2 separate regions of the Lactuca sativa genome follow, and region 1 is linked to region 2. Evidence: chromatin contacts called from public Hi-C data. All regions are on one chromosome and are shown on one strand. Each heading gives the region's core, a stretch centred on a gene start, on an enhancer-like site or on the middle of the called end of the contact. The rest is flanking DNA. Distances are from core to core; before and after follow the strand shown. Region 1 holds the start of LOC111904912. Region 2 holds the start of LOC111896226 (FHA domain-containing protein DDL).

Region 1 (6,706 bases), core at 1,343-3,842, 400 kb before region 2:
TATGTAGAATATTGATTCATAATTTATTTACTTTTTGATACAAAAATAATAATTAAATAAAGAGTACAAGAACATAAACATTTCTCGATCTAATATGAATACACACGTCGAGAGGAAAAGAATAAATGGAATCACATGTTGTCACTTTCCGAAACCAAACCATTTTGCTAAGAAAAACGGGTTCTTTCCCTTGTCGCGAGGGGCATCACCTGATTTTGCTGGTGAAGGTGTCTGTTTTGCTGGCGGTTTTGGTTTAGCTGACATGAGAAAAATGGTTTTAGTTAGAAACAACTTATATTGTTAGAAGATAAAATGAGTGATAGAACATGAATTATAGATAATTTTTTCTGTCATTCTATAATCATATAAACGATGAAAACCAATACCTGATGGTATACGAGTGTCAGTTTTTGCTTGATCTGGATCCTTTCTTGAGCCTTTTTCAAATGCTTTTGGGGATTCATGTATTCTCTCGATAACTTTGTCTTCAGTTGTTGATATCCTCTCATGGTTGCCTGTAATATAAAGTACAAACACGATCTTACAAAAAAAAAAAAAACACAAACATGGCTTGTGGCCAACAGAAAATTGATTGGGCCTAAAAAAGACCAGTCTTGTCAAAGGCTCCAAAAATAGCCCGGCCCGAACCAACTCCAAGTGGGCCATATCCCTTTTAATAATTAATTTTACTAATACAAAAACAATGAGGAAAGCATGAAAAACATACTCTCATTAGGAGGTTTCCCATAGTTCTGCCTTAAAGCTTCAAAGAAAGCACCATCTCTTTGTTCTTGTGTCACTGCAACCAAAATCTAGACATTATTATGAGTCGTGGGATAAATTTCATAGTAACTCTTTAGTTATCCATGAAAGAAAACAATCACTATTGAGGACGAAACCGTCATTTTTGCATTGAAAACGTGGCTAATTTAGGAACATGACCAATTATTTTAATTTAGGACAAAGGAAAAAACTAAAAAGAAGGTGAAACTTACGTTGATCATACAAACTATTTCCATAGTTGGGTGCAGAGCCTACGGAAAGCAAACGCGCAGCCTCAGTATCTTTAGTAGTTGTCGTGTTCAAGTTTTGTGTGTCTAATAAAATACCCGCAAGCTGATTTAAATGTAATAAATTAGTATTGTATTATTAAAATTTAAAACCACAATATCACAAAGCCTATGAAACGAATAATCAGTTCGTGTTATTTAATAGTATTTACCATAAGTTTTTTCAAAACGGGGTTTTGAAGTAGATCATAAGCATCTTCACAATAATTATCCGTAAGGGTGGTGCACTTTGATCCAACCTCCCCATTATTCTTGAGGATGTCTTGCCCGACGACGAGGATGCTTAACTGTTTGTTCATCATTAGCACCTCCAATTCAATCTGGTATCGACACGTGGCAAGGAATTAAGTAACTGTTACATATATGAAAGGTGACATAACGATATCAAAGAGACGAAACCTCGTTGGCGAAGAGGATGGAGGCGGCATCAACACCAGCATGGTGGAAGAGCCAGGCGGCTTGCCGCTGCTTCCACATCTTTTCCCTTCTCACATTTAACACCGGCACCACCATTTCCATGGTGCTGCCGCCCCCTGCAACCACCGCATGCCTTTTGCTTCTCATCCGAGTATCCAACAACCATGCATGGCAAATCGCTGCCACCATTGAACTTGTACCTGAATTATTGTTCGTTCAAAACTATATTAAAACTTGTCTTTAATTATCTTCGTTTTACCAATCTTAAATGAATAGAAAATTACTGTTTGAATGTCCAGAGAGCACAATCTTCGCTTTTCCTTTGATTTCCCCATTCAGTAGCTTTAGGATTTTGATTCTTTGCTCCTTCAAGAACGCATTAAGATCCAGTTGACCTAGTTCTGAATCCTTTGGTTCGCCGTGTATAGGACTAGATTTCATCGAGATTTTGTCTGTGTAGCATGTAGATGATGAAATCGATCTCCGTTGAGCTGATTCCACTAGATTCCGCGGCGGCGAAAGGATATGTTTCTCTGTAAGAGAGCATGTAGAGGATGATATTGATCTCCGTTGAGATGATTCAATGAGGTGCTTAGGCGGAGACAACAATCTTGTGTCCACCGGAGTTGCGGTGGCGGTGGTTTTAATGGTTCTTCTAGGTGGTATTATTTGGGGTTGAGCTGCATTAGGGTCGTTCTGGAATCTGGATCTTCGGTGGGTTGATAGTCGAGGTGGGACAAGGGCAGCTGTTGAGTCGGCGGCGGTGGTGTGGTGGGTGGGGGAGGGTGATGTTGGTGGTAGTGGTGGAGAAGATTGGTTTTCGAAACGAGAGCGGCGGTGGGTGGATACTCGAGGTGGGATAATGTCTAGAGGTGTTGTGGTGGCAGGTGGTGATGCAGTGGAAGTCGTTGAATCTCCGGCAATGGGCGGTTTAAGGATGTTGGAGAACCATTTCTGGACAGCAGCGGCAGGGGAACCGTCGGCGGGTGGATGAGGAGAGTTCGAAAAAGATTCCACGGCGGTCTGGGAGTTGTTACGACTGTGACTGTGCTTCGAAGATTTCGTTAAGATTTCTTCGGTGAATCCATCCACCGACCTGTGTCTGTATTTTCAATTTACATCAAACATTCAACATCAAAATCCCTTTTATGTATTTGTGTATTATATAGATTTTTCACTAATTATTTTACTTTTACAAGTCTAGTCATTTATAACATGTTACTTTTATTCTCTTTAATTCAATTTATAACACATAATATTTGTTTTTGTATTTAGATAAATATATATATATATATATATATATATATATAGAGAGAGAGAGAGAGAGAGAGAGAAATTAAACTAAAGCATTATAATAAAAAAATTATACCTTCTAGCAGACCGAGAAAGAGGATCTCTCTCTGTTAATGAAGAAGTCGACAGTCTAGGCCCTGACACACCGAATCTAGGCGACCCAACGAGCCGGGAAGGTGAATGCCCCTCGGCTCTTGTGGACCCACGGCCAGGCGAAGAAGCCATCAACTTCTTCGCTTCCTCTAGCCATTCCTGAGTCAACCTGCTACTTGTACTGCGAGTGCTCGAATCAAAATCGTCTTCTTCATCCACCGCATCCCCGCCACCACCACTGAGATTGTACACTTTTTTCTCATTATTTACCGCTCCGAAAAACATATCGTTCATGAAATCCGCAATGTCAGGGACTTGTTCTTGGCCCCGACTTCCTTTTCGTCTGTTCTCAGCCAGTTTCTTTTGTAGGTTCTCGTTTCCTGCATTCTTATTGAATCTTCTTTGATCCATTGATAGATGTGTGTGAAATAATGAACATGTAACGTGATTAGGGCTCGAAGAAATGCCGGGACTTTGGCTGAGAACACTAAGATTTTCGTGAAGTTTTTAAAGGGGGTTGATGGCCGGCAAAAGAAGTGAAACGGCATCGTTTAGTGGGTGTAATTTTGCATGTAATCCGGCATTATTAATTAGGAGAAGAAATCTATGTGCAAATGATTTAAAATTTTTGTCACAAGAGAGATTTGGACTTTGAAAGTGATATATTCTTTCTGTATTTTCGAAAATGACATAAACAAGACATGTTTTTGTTTTGAATGATGCTTCTCGACTTGTACGGTACAAATGGCATTTAATGAAATGTGACGTATTGAAGAACCGATTCTTTGGTAGTTGTATGAAAATTTGAGGATATTTAAGTGTTAAACAAAAGTTTGTAAATTTTTAGTGAACTCATGTTTTGATAGTGGACAATTTATCAATAATCTATCCGCTACGATATTTATAAGTCAAATATGTAATTATTTTCTGTTACAATACATGAAAAGATAATAGTATTGTGTTTAAAGATATGGATGTGACATTTGGTCCTTTTTTAGACTGTCATCAAAATGAGGACTTTATCTTACGCTAAATGAAGTTTTCAAAAAATCTATAATTTTGTTCCATATTTTTCCTGAAAAAAAGTTTAATTTGGTACATTTATATCTAAAGAATAATACAATAAAATAATAGAATTTTTCAAAAAATGGGTTTCATGATTTCCGCGATCATGGTTTATAAAGGAAAATGATATTACACGAAAAATGGAATTCATGATTGCCACTTGGAGTTGAATACATTTAAGCCTTTATTTTATTTTTTTAATTTTTTAATTTTTTAATTTTGTCTTTTCTATACTTTTAATCGAGGATATAATCAAAATGTTGAAGACAACAATATGAATTATTTTAAAAATATTGTATTCAAATAATCTTGTCAACATTATAGAAGTGATGTTTTGTTATGGAAAGGCGTTTAAGTTTTTTCCAAGTAATATATGATATTAAAATAAAATAAAAAAATACATATACAAACTGGATGGTTAAGTGAATTGAAATCGTATTATAAAAGGTTAAACAAAGAGATCGGTTTGCTAATTTTTCGAACCTAAACCTAAACCGAAATAATCGATTAACTTATTTTTTTCGACTCGATTATCCGATTGACCAATTAACCATTTACTAATGAATCAATAAACGTGTTCATAATTAAAAAACTTGAATTTCCAAAATATGTCTTCCATGATATTGATAATTGTGGTTACATAAATTTGGAATATATATGGTAATTATATTTATAATGACAATTGTTTTTAATAATGAAAACTTAAGAAAACATTAGACTATGAGCGTGTTTGACACAAAACGTTTGTAAAAGTTTGAGAGCTTATAACTTCTACCGTTTGACAAAACGATCTATTTTGAACAAAAGTCTCATTTGATACTACAAATTTTTATCGTTTAGTTCAAACAAAACACTTCAAATCTAAAAGCTATCACACATAGCTTTTAGCAAAACGCTATTAGCTATCAGCTTTCCGCTAGTTTTGCCAAAAACGCCAATATGACCGTGAATCTAAATACTTAGGTGTTGTTTGTTTTTCCAGAATCAAAATGTCTGCAGCCTGCAAACCTTATCTGCAGACCTTTGCAGTAAAAGAGGTGGACCAAAAATTTTCAGTTTGTATGAAGAAGATTGTTTGTTTTTAATGTCTGCAGTCTGCTAAAATAAGTTGATTTTTTAAACGTAAAAGAGTTTTCAACATTACAATTTAAATAAATTTAATTTTATAACATTGAAATATAATTGATACAACCACAACAATATTTTTTTACAACATTAAACTATTATGTTAAACCTAAAATAAATCTTGTAAGCTAATGATATTAAAGAGTAGGGTGTCCTTCATTGCAAGAATGATGATCATTTTGAAACTTAAATATTATAAAAAAAATAAAATCCCAACTTTATGCGGATTGTCAGTCTAAATCTCAAACAAAAACCATTACAAAAGCATGATCAACAATGTAGTTAAAATTGAAGCCAAATAACATTTTTATTACAATTACATTAAATACAACTCTCAAAACACCAAAAGTATACATTGTTTTACATGTAAACAAAACACAAAATATGTATTGACAAAAATCTTTGGTAGAATTTAAGAGTCGGTATTCTGATAGATCTTTGAGTCCAAGAAAAAAGATGACAAAAAGTTAATGAACACTAGCCTGACTTCAATAATTATTTAGAGAATTTATGGCATTCATACACATTATCTTTAACAATAAATGTTCATAATCATAAAATAAACTTTTTGCAAAACCACAAAACCAAATGCAAGCAATAAGTACTAGAAATAACTAAAATAATACCACTAAAATGGATTTTTTTTCACTCATTCAAAAACTTTGCCCTTATAACACCAAAGTTTATAATTCATATCTAAAAAAAAAAATCTAGCATCTTTGAGAATACAACCAGCATTGTTTACATAAGTACAATGTTACATGTTCAAAATTTTTAATGTATGTTGATAACAAAATATAATAAATTTCACCATTTCCTGCCGACCTTTCTTCATAACGATTCCTTGAGAATACAAGTTATTTTGAAAAACGTCAATATATATATATATATATATATATATATATATATATATATATATATATATATATATATATATATATATAATGTTGGTGAGTTCATAAGCATATTTGAATGAAAAGTTTCGAATTGTTTGTATACACCAGAAAATCCGATATTTTCTGAAAATGTTTTGAACGTGATGTATCAAAATCAAGTATTAATGCATGTGTGTTTGTTGTAGTTAAAATGTATCGATAATAAAGATGTAATCCAGATAAAATCATGTATTTTCTGTTGTAAGTAGAAGGTAATGTATAATTGTATTGATCCCAAAAAATCCGATATTTTCTGCTTATATGAGTGTTGATGCCATAAAATTTCCAAGACCGTGTATGGCTGTATGTATGTTTTTAGTATCATCAAGATTAATATTAATATACCGAAATCTTTGATGAAGTTAGTCTCTAATTGAGCCGTTACAACCATGCTTGATAATGACTAATTCGCATGTCTTGGTGTTTTTCAGGTGCCGGTTTTGATGTAGGTAAGGTTTGTCGCCCTAGACTGGCCTAGTCTAGCTATAGGGAACAGCTAAGGCGTGGAGGGTCACCCCGTATAGATCTATACACAAACTCCCGCTCTCCCTCCAGGAGACTCTGGTTATAACTACAGGCTACGATCAAACACTCAAAGGTGTCAAGCGACAAGTCTCACTAGATTCTCAACTTGTTCACGAATAATGTATTTCACCAAGTATAATGTTCACGTGTATGTTTTAAGTTTGCAAATCCCAAAAGTATGTA
Region 2 (6,622 bases), core at 114-2,613:
GTCATTTCACTACCACAGGGACCATTTATGTTATTTTCTCTTATTTTATAAAAAATGAAATAATATACAAAGGGGGTCCCACCTCTCTCTCTCTCTCTCTCTCTCTCTCTCTCTCACTCTCACTCTCCTGTTTTCTTCTTTGTTTAGCACCTCACAAAAACCCCCCGATACTTACTATTGCTGTCCCTATTTCTTCTTCATTAGACTGCCAAGACTCACCCACCGAAGGTGGGTGGTCCTCCGATCGCTAGAAAACGCGAAGATGAGAGAGAGGAGGTTGTTGCCTCCATCCCAACCTCCAACAGATCCCTTCCCGTTGAAGCTCAACCCTCGAACACCCCATGTCGTTGCTCTCATTTTCTTCTCCTTCAATCTGATGAAGACAAAGTCCCACGCCCCCACCCGACTTCTGATTTTGTCTAGTTCTTTCTCAAACAGGTGAGGGCCAAATTCCTCCCATCCCCTTTCGCGTTAGCCGGAAACGAACAGACAGAGAAGGGCCGTCGGAAAATCCAACAACCCTTCTTCTTCTTCACCAATTTCAGTCGTCGGACCACCTCTTTTGACCACTCCGTTCGATTTCCATTCCCATCAGATGAAGACGATGACCAAGGCGAAGATGAAGGCACTCGAGGATCAGCTATTCCCTCCTCATGATCTATTAAACCCCATCGGAGAACCTCATTTGCTGATTTCGTTCGTACTTCTCCCTTCCGATCAGACGAAAATTGAACCCACGAGGGTCGCCGGAGGTCAACGTCTGCCCTTTCTCATGATCTCCCAGCCTCACCGGAGATTCCTAATTTTTCCTTTTTTTCGTTTGTTTCTTCATCCACTTAATGAAGACGACGATTCATTTCCCCGTTGTTTGTACCAATTAACTCAAACCCCACCTCCTTATTGTAGCACTTAACCATCGACAACTAGTTTAGAAGTAACCATGAAGTTTACTCCTTCCTTTCCTATACATCGATTAAAGAACCCAAAATTCAGAACATGTTTAGTATTTTAGGGATTGTGGTGGTGTTCATACGAGAGAGAGAGAGAGAGAGAGGTGGGACCCCCTTTGTATATTATTTCATTTTTTATAAAATAAGAGAAAATATCATAAATGGTCCCTGTGGTAGTGAAATGACGAAAATACCCTTCAGTTAACGGACAAAACTTAACGGAGTTAGCAATAAGGACTAATCGTCAAAAGTTTTCCAAGCACAGTGACCAGCTATGACGTTTTTAAACCACGATGACTGAACTTCAGATTTTAAAAAAACACACGGACCATTTATGATGTTTTTTCTATTTTTTATCATGCTAGGCTCCCGATTTTAAGTTCTAGGTTCGGGAATGGGGGATACCATACCCGGGTTGATTGCCATTCCTAAATATACTGGATCTGGAATTCTGGATTGATCGAAGAAAACCCATATGATTTCCCTAACAGCCCAGCCCACTTATCAGCGTACGCATCCTCCCCCGATTCCTCAATCTTCACAAAAAAAAAAAAATCAGAGCTCTCGCCATCTCCACCCCTGTATTCTCCATAACACCGCTCACTCCTCTTGACAAGCTAGTGATTATCTGCGTCTACGTTCCAGATTAGGCAGTCATTATCGTTTGTGCTCCATCAACATCACCTTACAAGTTTTGTCTTGTCTCCAGGTATGTTTCACTCATTCTTCTAGGGTTTTCTTCCACACTGGAATGTATTTCGTTTCAAATTTCTTTCGGCTATGCTTCAAAAGTTTGAATTTGGTAATTTTGTTGTTCTTCATGCTATACAACTATTACACGCCACTTGATTTACGGACGTTTCATTGTGCTTGTACTTTCATTGTGCTTCTACTCTCATTAATTGATGTTGTACCTTGAGAATTCCATCTTATAGTAGGTTTTCTGGTATGTAAGATTAGAACTTCAGTTCAAGTTCATGTAGGGGGAGCATGTTTATCTGCTATTTGATTTCTTTATATATTCTCTAATTTCAGGAATTTCAACCCTCCCTCATGGGGCGTAATTCCTCTGATCATTCAGAATCTCCTGTTAGGAATCACAGGTCTTCTCATAGGAGCCCTTCAAGGAGAGAAAGATCAGGAAGATCACCAGGTAGAGATAGGGCTTCAAGACACCACCCAAATCCTCCTCCTACTCATTCACCATCGAGAGAGAAACCTTCAAGCCACACAAGATCCTCAAAGCAGACACCTGCATCTCCTGTAAGAGCAAACTCAAGATCACCATCACCAAGGAGTAAAAGGTTAAGAAGAGATCGATCTAACAATAAGGATGATAAACCAAGTGAAAGAGGACATGGTAAAACCAGGTCACCTGCATCACATGAATCTCGATCACCATCACCACGAACCAGAAGGTTGAGAAGAGCCCAAGCTGATAAAACTGATGAAATGAAAGGCAGAGGACATGTTAGTGGAAGTGACAAGGTTACACATAAAGAGAGGGATTCAGATGGCAATGGAAACGGATCCTCCAAATCCAGACATGGGGGAGAAGGTCACAGGAGTAGACACAAATCTGATTCGCCTCCTAGAGGAGCACGTGATGAGGTGTCTGGTGATATCCATATCTTTTAACTCATCTACTTTCTTCTATATGATCTTGATGAAAAAAAACTGTTTATGCACATTTGAGATAATGATTTGAATCGAGCATTATACTGTTCTTGTTTCCATGGATGATTTGTAAATTGTAAATGAAGTTATTGACTTCCATTTTGTTTTATTTTCCAGGGAAATAACTCAAGAGGTGATGATCATCAGTGAGCACCTATCTGAACTTTTAAACTTTTGTAGCCCATATTTTTTACATGATCTGATTATAGATGCTAATGCTATATAATGTGTGTGATTAGGAATGGCAATGATGATGATTCAGTAGCACAAATGAAGGCTGCTGAAGAGGCACTTGCAACTAAGGAAAAGGTGATTCAAGTTTAATCATTTTGTTGCTCTTTCCTTTTTTACTTAATGGGCTTAATGTGGACATACATGACTTAATATTGTTGCAGCAAAAGCCTTCTTTTGAGTTGTCTGGAAAACTTGCAGCTGAGACAAATCGAGTCAAGGGTGATTGAGTCTTTTGTTCACTTCTTTTCCCTCTCTTTCTTATAGACAATAGAAACAGATTTTTCAAGAAACTAAATTAATATGATATTTTTTTTTATGGTAGGTGTGACACTGTTGTTTACTGAGCCACCAGATGCAAGGAAACCAGAAATAAGATGGAGGCTTTATGTTTTCAAGGGTGGTGAAGTGCTTAATGGTAGGGTGGGTTTGACCATATCTCTTTTTTATTATATAAAGTCAAATATTGGTTTTTATGTGAGTTTTTATTTAAAAAATAAAAATGAAAAACAGAGCCTTTGTATGTGCATCGTCAAACCTGCTATCTATTTGGGAGAGAAAGAAGGGTAGCAGACATCCCTACAGACCATCCATCATGCAGCAAACAGCATGCTGTCCTTCAGTATCGGTATGTATAATCACCATCTCAACTTCCTGTTTATTCTTATTCCTGTTTTTGGACGGAATATTCCATTTCTGTTAATTCTCAGGCAAGTTGAGGTGGAGCAACCTGATGGCATGCTAGCCATGAAAATAAGGTAAAAATGTTGTTTCTTTCAATGTGTACTTTATTTTATATGTTATCTGAATTTTTGCTTTTGTAGGCCTTACATAATGGACTTGGGGAGCACGAATGGGACTTTCATAAATGTAAGCACACACACACACACATGACATGACATGATAATGTATTGATGTTTAATTTAATAGTAATAAATATATATATATATATATATATATATATATATATATATATATATATATATATATATATATATATATATATGTTTTGTTGTGAATGTAGGATAATCGTATTGAAGCTGAACGATATTATGAACTCATGGAAAAAGACACCATTAAGTTTGGGAATAGCAGGTAGGTTGCTAATTGCTGTTATCCGCTTCACAGATGTGCATGTGGCATGATTTATTTATATTTATATTTATATTTATATTTATATTATTTTTGTGTTTTGCAGCCGAGAGTATGTACTTTTGCATGAGAATTCCGCGTAGAAGATTTTCTTGGGTTCTACAACTGGAGTATTTTCTAAGATTTTAGGCAAATATTGTTATATTGTTAATGCTTTTGTTATTAGTTTGTGATGTTTGATTGATTTAACAAGAAAACCGGTGTTAAGAGGTAAATTACAAAAGTTAGTCTCCTCAAGTCAAACTATATCTATCATCAATTCAACAGTTTGTCTGTTTGCAATTAGTTACTAGATTTAGGTTATTAAACACAGTTTAGTTGTTTGAATCTTTGATTTTTTTTTTTTTTTTTTTTTGTTAAACAGAATATAATTAAATTATATATACGTCTTTTGTGTTAGATTATTCGACATAAAGTGATGATCTTATGAATGCATACTCTTTCTTTCCAAGTGCGCAATAAACCGTTTACGCTTGCCTGTCTGTTTGTTTTATGGATTCCGAAAGAATAGGAAAAAGATAATTCCATCAAAAATGTTTGGTTAAAAAATCAGTCAATGTATATTATATTCTGTAACCAACCGATTTTATCATTCATTGAGAATTGCGATATACCCAAAGCATCTTATTTCCTTTCCTTATCTACTATAAAAATATCAAATTAACCTTGAGGACTTCACCTGTTCACGTTAGAGATCATTTCATTTGGTTTCTTGAAAAAAAATACAAAAGGTTCTCGGGGTGGCTTCTTTTCATCCTTGACCTGGGCTTTTGCATCTCTCCTAGGCACATAGGGATGTGTTGGGCTCGAGGTTCTTTGAAGTGGAAGTTTGTGCTGCTATTTGGTCTTGTGGGAGTGTTAGGGCACATGGCCTATATGGTTTTTCATTCCGGTTTATGAAAAGGTTTTGGGAGCGTATGAAGGATAATATTTGCAACTTTGTTGAAGAATTCTTTGATACACATCGCATCCCTAATGGCTGCAATTCTTCTTTCATTACTTTGATTCCAAAGGTAGATAGTCCCTCGATCTTTAAAGATTATAGACCGATTAGCTTAACTGAGTGCAATATAAAATTATTGTTAAGCATTTAGCTAATAGATAAAAGGGTTTCTAGCCCAGCTGTGTGTTGCCCTTACTCCTTGAAATTGAGGGTTCAAGACTTCATGTCCCGTCGTGGACATAAGTGAATGTAAGTAGTAGTTTTAGAGGTAGATTAGATTTGCCGTTCAAAAAAATAGCTAATAGATTAGCTTTCGTGATTGATGGTTTAGTGAATAATCTGCTTTTGTTAAAGGCAAACAAATGCTAGACGGTCCTTTGATAATGAACGAGATCATTCAGTGGTATAAAAGAAAAAAGAAAAATTTAATGATTTTGATAAGGCATATGATTCGATTAGCTGAGAGTACTTAATACAAATTATGTCTCATATGGGGTTTTATCATAGATGGATACAATGGATTAAAGTTTGCTTGGTATCTTCCCGAACCTCCATCCTAATGAATGGAAGCCCTACAAAAGAGTTCTTGCCTCTGAGACGTTTTCGTCAAGATGACTATTTTTCCTTATTTTCTCTTTATTCTTGTTATGGAAGGATTGCATGTGGTGGTAGAGGATAATGTGAGTCATGGTTTATTTTAGGGTGTTGTGGTTAGAGACGATCATTGTCTGATTTTTTTATGCTGATCAAAATATTGCTAACCTGATTACTATTCTTAATTGCTTTTACTTGGTGTTGGGCCTTAAATTAAATTTACAGAAATCGAATTTGTATGGTATCGATATTCCGTTTTAACAGGTGGAAGAGATGGTTGTTATTAACAGATGTGATTTAACTAGTTTACCTTTTACTTATCTGGTTATCGGTTGGTGAAAATATGAATCGTGTGGTTAATTGGAAAATGGTGATCCAAAAGTTTGAGAAGCGGTTGGCTAATTGGAAAGTGAATCTTCTTTTTGTAGGAGGTAGATTGACGTTAATTAAATCTATTATTAATACCCTTGGTATTTACTACATGTCCATGTTTAAAATGTCGGGGGTTTGTGAATAGTGTTTTAGAGCCTTTTGCGTTCTTGGTTCCTTTGGGGAGGTAGTGACTCAGATAAAAAATTTTATTTGGTCAAATGGATCTTGGTGTTGAATTCCAAGGATAAAGGTGGTTTAGGTATTGGAAGTTTAAAAGCGTTTAATATGGGGCGTTGTTTATTAAATGGAGGTGTCATTTTTTATAACGAGGAGGAAACACTTTGGGTTAAGGTGATTCATAATATTCATGGTGTCTATAGTGGGTTGGGGGTCAACTCTCCAAAACCAAAAGGAGGGGTTGTGGGCCAATCTTGTGAAAGCTATACGATTAGCTTGATGCTTTTCACATTGTGCCCCATTCTCTTTTTATAAGACGAGTCGGTAATGAGATAAATACTAGATTTTTGAATGACATTTGAATCGGTAAAGAGATCATTTCTTTACGATTCACGAGATTTTATGTTTTGGAAGACTTGAAGGATTGTTGTGTTGCTGACAAATGGAGTGATAGCGGTTGGGTTTGGAGTTGGAGTCAAATCTGAGACAATGGTGGCATGACTTTACAACTCTTGGGTTAATTTGG

What was found. A called contact is a pair of places that touch in the nucleus more often than the background predicts.
Region 1: a Hi-C map of leaf shows a contact between it and region 2, with 10 times the contacts expected there. The contact joins the promoter of LOC111904912 here to the promoter of LOC111896226 in region 2. A contact is called at or near these places in 2 of 4 Hi-C or Micro-C datasets (both in leaf).

What each region holds. Positions count from the first base shown.
Region 1 is chr5:32,115,606-32,122,311 of Lsat_Salinas_v11, reverse strand. LOC111904912 reads right to left here and starts at 2,592. Exons shown (of 6, transcript XM_052763970.1): 1 at 1,772-2,592; 2 at 1,470-1,687; 3 at 1,223-1,390; 4 at 996-1,116; 5 at 728-799; 6 at 124-515. The coding sequence starts at 1,928. The coding sequence ends at 301.
Region 2 is chr5:31,714,560-31,721,181 of Lsat_Salinas_v11, reverse strand. It overlaps LOC111896226 (FHA domain-containing protein DDL), which reads left to right and starts at 1,363. Exons shown (of 11, transcript XM_023892237.3): 1 at 1,363-1,659; 2 at 1,986-2,561; 3 at 2,745-2,773; 4 at 2,867-2,936; 5 at 3,023-3,080; 6 at 3,184-3,276; 7 at 3,372-3,486; 8 at 3,569-3,616; 9 at 3,683-3,728; 10 at 3,883-3,953; 11 at 4,057-4,276. The coding sequence starts at 2,004. The coding sequence ends at 4,093.